2 separate regions of the Mus musculus genome follow, and region 1 is linked to region 2. A link is a contact called in public HiChIP or PLAC-seq data. All regions are on one chromosome and are shown on one strand. The core of a region is the stretch at or near the end of the contact, and the rest is flanking DNA. Distances in the headings are between cores, read along the strand shown.

The links. HiChIP or PLAC-seq counts read pairs in DNA pulled down with a chosen protein or histone mark.
Region 1: an H3K4me3 HiChIP or PLAC-seq map of bone marrow-derived macrophages shows a contact between it and region 2, with 3 times the contacts expected there. The contact joins the enhancer-like site here to the promoter of Lurap1 in region 2. A contact is called at or near these places in 6 of 39 promoter capture datasets (the C10 cell line, cranial neural crest, embryonic stem cells and 2 more), 3 of 15 datasets of contacts at CTCF or cohesin (CD8 T cells, the NIH/3T3 cell line and large pre-B cells), 4 of 484 Hi-C or Micro-C datasets (the CH12 cell line, LSK cells and embryonic stem cells), 8 of 115 datasets of contacts at active chromatin or transcription factors (CD4 single positive thymocytes, the SCID.adh cell line, bone marrow-derived macrophages and 3 more) and 3 of 9 other capture datasets (adipose tissue, liver and pancreatic islet).

The regions. Positions count from the first base shown.
Region 1 is chr4:116,245,053-116,247,814 of GRCm38.p6, forward strand. All of the region lies in intron 1 of Pik3r3 (phosphoinositide-3-kinase regulatory subunit 3), which reads left to right. Among named protein-coding and RNA genes, the nearest start is that of Pik3r3, 25 kb to the left of the region's middle. Within about 2 kb of position 1,284, at least 3 of the 459 cell types and tissues checked have an H3K27ac peak or open chromatin away from gene starts, as enhancers often do. A contact at or near this core is called in the SCID.adh cell line and bone marrow-derived macrophages, where this site is marked.
Region 2 is chr4:116,143,158-116,145,869 of GRCm38.p6, forward strand. It overlaps Lurap1 (leucine rich adaptor protein 1), which reads right to left and starts at 1,459. Exons shown (of 2, transcript NM_026547.1): 1 at 1,140-1,459. The coding sequence starts at 1,337.

The DNA of each region.
Region 1 (2,762 bases), core at 34-2,533, 100 kb after region 2:
GTGGGATGGAAAGGTCACTGCTTAGAGGCATGTGGATAAATTGCTAACAAAATAGTAATCTCAGTTACCATTAGAAACTATAAATTGGAAGTGGCATGATTTTCTAAACTGTTGTAATTTCCTTCAGGAGAATTCAGAAGCTGTGGCATAGTAATAATAGAAACAGGGTTTTGGGGTTTTCCCCACAGTGGAGTGACAAAAGAACAGGGAGCTTGCTAGTGAATTCCAGGCCAGCCTGGCCTATAGAATGAGTTCCAGGATAGCCAGGGCTACATAGAGAAGCCCTGTCTCAAAAAAAAAAAAACCAAAATAAATAAATAATTGAATAAATAAATAGGAAAGCCTCAGAGAAAACTCTTGTTAGCCTTCATTCATATATATATATATATATATATATATATATATATATATATATATATATACATACATATACATATATATGTATATTTTAAAATTATTTTTAAGCTATACATGAAAACTGTATACATATGTTGGATACCATATGATATCTATCTTAATGCTTAGATCAGGTTAAAGAGATTTATGTTAAAAAAAAAATCTCTCTACCTTTTCCAGCCCATGGTCTTGAGCATGACAGGCAAGTAAGTACTCTACCATTGAGCTTCATCTCCAACCCGCCATCTCCCACTTTTTTTTAGATATTTTCTTCATTTACAATTCAAATGCTATCCCAAAAGTCCCCCATACCCTCGCCCACCCACTCTCCTACCCACCTACTCCCACTTCTTGGCCCTGGCGTTCCCCTGTACTGAGGCATATAAAGTTTGCAAGACCAAGGGCCATCTTTTGATACATATGCAGCTAGAGACACAAACTCTGGGGGTACTGGTTAGTTCATATTGTTGTTCCACCTATAGGGTTGCAGATCCCTTTAGCTCCTTGGGTACTTTCCCTAACTCCTCCATTGGGGGCCCTGTGATCCATCCAATAGCTGACTGTGAGCATCCACTTCTGTGTTTGCCAGGCACTTTTTTTTCTTTAAAGATTATTTATTATTATATGTAAGTACACTGTAATTGTCTCTAGGCACCCCAGAAGAGGGCGCCAGATCTCATTACGGATGGTTGTGAGCCACCATGTGGTTGCTGGAGTTGGAACTCAGTTAAGAGCAGTCAGTGCTCATAACTGCTGAGCCATCTCTCCAGCCCCCGATTTTGTTTTGTTTTGTTTTTGTTTTTGTTTTTGTTTGTAGAAAGGATCTCTACATAGCTCAGGGTGACCCTGCATTTGAGATCCTGCTTCCTTGCCTCTCAAGTGGAAGGACTGTAGATCAACATCTTACTATTTTACATGTATATGAAATCATTCTGCATTTGTCTTTCTGTGTCTTGCTTATTTCACATTTTTCTATTTTCATGCCATGAATCATAGTGTTTCTCTGTGTAGCTTTGGCTGTCTTGGAACTTGCTCTGTAAACCGGGTTGGCTTTGAACTCACAGGGATTTGCCCGCCTCCGCCTCCTGAATGCTGGGATTAAAGGTGCACTCCACCACTGCCCAGCACCCTCTACACATTTTTAAAGATTAAAAAATTGTTTAGATTTATTTTTTCTCTTTTATGTATATGGTGTTTTGCCTTGTGTTTAGAGTAGCTAGAAGAGAGCATTGCATTCTCTGCACCTGGAGTTACAGAGCCACCATGTGCATGCTGGGGATTGAACTGGGTGCAGAGTCCTCTAAAAGAGTAACAAATACTCTTAACTGCTAAGAAAATTGCTCCAGCTCTCAAAAACAAGGTAGTAGTTTTATTTTAAATTGTGTGTGTGTGTGTGTTTGTGTGTATATGTCAAAATGACCTTGGAGTACTTGGTGTGGTTGTTGAGAATCCAGTCCTCTGTAAGAGCACCACGCACTCCTAACTGCAGGCCTATCCCTCCTTCTCCCCCAACTTATATTTGAGACAGGGTCTCACTGTGTCTCCTCACAGTCCTGAAACTCACTATGTAGACTAGTCTAGCCTCAAACTTAGAGGGCTCTGACTACCTCTGCCTCCTTAAAGCTGAGATGAAAGGCATGCACCACCATGCCTGATGCCCACCCCCTTTTAATGGCCAAACAATATTTTATTTTACATAATGCCATGCTTTATCTATTTGTGAATTGATTTATATTTAGATTGTATTTCTTATGAATAAATGCTATGAGAAGCCGGGTAGTGGTGGTGCATGCCTTTAATCCCAGCACTTAGGAGGCAGAGGCAGGCAGATTTCCAAGTTCGGAATTCCAAACTACAGAGTGAGTTCCAGGACAGCCAGGGCTATACAGAGAAAACCCTGTCTCAAAAAACCAAAAAAAAAAAAAAAAAAAAAAAAAAAAGCTATGACAAACACAAGGGTACAGTATTCTTCTTAACACTTGATTTCATGAAAATAGAGTAGAATTGTTAGATCATATCATTCTGCTTTTGGTTTTTGACTATTGGGTCATATGGTTATTCTTTCTTTTTTCTTAACTACCATAATTTTGCAAACAGTTGTTATCTTTATTGATTTTTATTTTACGTGGGTATTTTGCTTATATGTTTGTCTTTGCTTTGCACATGCTTTCATGAAGGCCAGAAGGGGGTGTTGGATTCTCTGAAATTGGAGTAACAGTTGTTAGCTGCCATGTGGAACACTTGTTATCCTTTGTCATGCTTGCCCACCTTTGGTGTTGGCGATTGACCCAAGGCTTCATACAAACTAGGCAAGTGCAACCAAAACTACTACAACCAAAATCCCCAGATTGTTGTTGTTTGGTTTT
Region 2 (2,712 bases), core at 209-2,708:
AAACCAGACCTCTTTAAGAGGAGAATACAGCCACAGCCCTGCTCAGCAGAATCTGGCACTCAGATACAACCTTCAAAGCCAAATGCACACTTGGCATTCAGATCCTGCCCTCAGCGATCCTCTCTGACCACTCAGCTCCGAAGGTTCTCTTAGCCTCTCTTACCATAGAATGAAAGCCCTGGACCTGCCTTCAAGGTCCCATGTCCTTCCTTCCACCCTTCCAGATCTGCTTGCCACAGGTTGTGCACACAGTGGGGCCCCAGGAAGACTTGTTAAGCCAGTGTGGGCTTCTGGTTCAGAGCCAGTGAGTAGCTGGCAGTTCCTCAGTTCTCCAGAACTGGCTGCAAAGTGGTGGCAGGTGTAATTCATCTCTTTCACCGGAACCAGGGCCCCAGGAGAGACCGCTGGGACCCGGCTGCCCATTTGGCTCAGAAACCAGACCAACAGCTACCAGAGAAGGGGGTGGGGAGGTGTGGCTGTTTCCTCCCCCTTTCTGCAAGAAGGTACAGAGACCCTGAGACTCTGTCTGAGACTGAGCCCCAGGTGAAGGACCAACTCGTACTGTGGTGCTACTGTGCCTCTATTAAGGTCTTCGAACGTCTAATACCGTGATGGTGGGATGCTTAGGAAAAGGACAGGTTTTTAGTGTGCCCCACCAGTGCAGGCAGTTTCCAGCAGGTATTACCTCACCAAAGCTCTTTTTTTTTTTTTTTCTGAATCCTGACACGAACACCCTAGGGCCTTAAGAACAAAACCTCTTCCCCTGTTTGCCAGAGAAGGGGGCAGAAAACGGTTGCCTTATAGTGGAGTCTGAAGAAATTGGTGGCCCCGGATGCCGATGGGAAGAATTTGCGCTGTACTAAGTTTTTTTTGTGTGCTACTTAGCCCTCGCCTCTCTCCTTCCGATTATTGGGCAGGGAAAACTTCCAAGAGATGTGCCTCCTACTCTCAGTTCTCAGGACCTATCAACCCTTCATTCACCCTTGGGAGACAAATAATGAGACGTCACTTCACTCTGCTTTCAACCCAGGATGTATGGATTGATCTTGGAAGGACCCTCTTCTCCAGCCCAACTCCGGGAACCTGCCCCTGCCCCTACAAATATCCCGTTCCCCGTGGCCTGTAGCACCCACACTCACCAGCTCCATCCTCAGCGCCATGATCTTGTCCCCTAGGCCGTGGCCGGTGCTGGGCGCCCCCGGGAGCAGCACGTCCCCAGAGGTTCCCAGCTCGCACTCGCCTCGAAGCCCGCGGAGCAGTCCTTCAGGGATCTTCCTGCCCACCTTGCCCTCCACGTCTCGCAAGTCCGGCGTCTGGGACTCCGCGGTCCCCTCCATGTGGGCCCAAGCCAGAACAGGACTGGGCGACCAGGGTCCGGTTCCCAAGGGTCCTCCCTTCTCTGCTACGAACGCGGAGCGAAACCCGTGGATCCCCGCCCGCCCCGCGCGGGGGGTGGGGTGGGGGAACAGGAGGAGGGCGCCGTAACGCTCAGAAAAGCCGCGCAGTTGGGGGAGCGAGGTACCGAGTGGTATGCACACAACTTCTAGCCCTGGAGGCGTTCGACTAGGTGATCCTGGATTTGGAACTGAAGACCTCAAAGAAAGCTCAGTGCCTTCTCCCTGTGTTGGCACCAACTAGACACGCAGCAGGAAGCTAATAAATATTTTCTGGATGAAAAGTAGCCCCAATCGAGGTAACACGGCTGCAGAGGTTTTGGAAGGCTTTCTGCTCAGGAGCTGTGCCTGTTACAGGGGCTAGAATACAGCCACTCAGTTCACAGACACCTCCCAGCATCTAGAAATCAGCTGAAAGAGTAATAGAAGGGCAATCCCCCTGGCCAGTGAGAAACAACCATTATTAAAATTGAAGGAATCCACAAATCTTGATGTTCATCTTACATGGGCTAACAAAAGAGGTGCTTCCTAAGACTGACTGTAAATATGGGTACTCTGAAAACCCTGGCAAGTTAGAGCCTGAGGTCCTGCATTGGCTTTTGTTTTGTTTTACCAAGATAGGGTTTTTCTGTGTAGCCCTAGAACCCACTGTAGACCAGGCTGTCCTGGAACTAAGAGATCCTCCTGCCTCTACTGGGGTTAAAGGCAGGTGCCACCACAGTCTGGCTTTTCTTTTTTTACAGAGAGGGTCTCACTGTGTGGTCCATAGCCTAGAACTTGCTATGTAGAGTGGACCGGCTTTGAACTCACAGAAATCCACCTGCCACTGCCTTACCAGGAATTAAAATCTTTTTTAAAGATTAATTTTAAAGATAATTTTCTATCTTAATTACAAGTATTTTAAAAGTATGTTCATGTAGGGATATGTACACATGAGTACAGGTGTCTAGAGGCCACAGAAGGGCAACAGATCCCTAGAAGCTGGACTTAGAGTTGTGAACTATGTAACATGGGTGCTAGGACTGAACTCGGGTCCTCTCTAAGAGTCGTATGTGCTCTTACCTGCTGAGCCATCTCTAGCCCCAGCCCCAGCCCCAGCCCCAGCCCCAGACCTGAGAGTCTGCATTTTTTTTAAAGATTTATTTATTTATTATATGTGTGTATGCTGTAGCTGTCTTCAGACACTCCAGAAGAGGGAGGGCATCAGATTTTTGTTACGGATGGTTGTGAGCCACCATGTGGTTGCTGGGATTTGAACTCGGGACCTTTGGAAGAGCTGATGGTGCTCTTAACCGCTGAGCTATCTCATCAGCCTGAG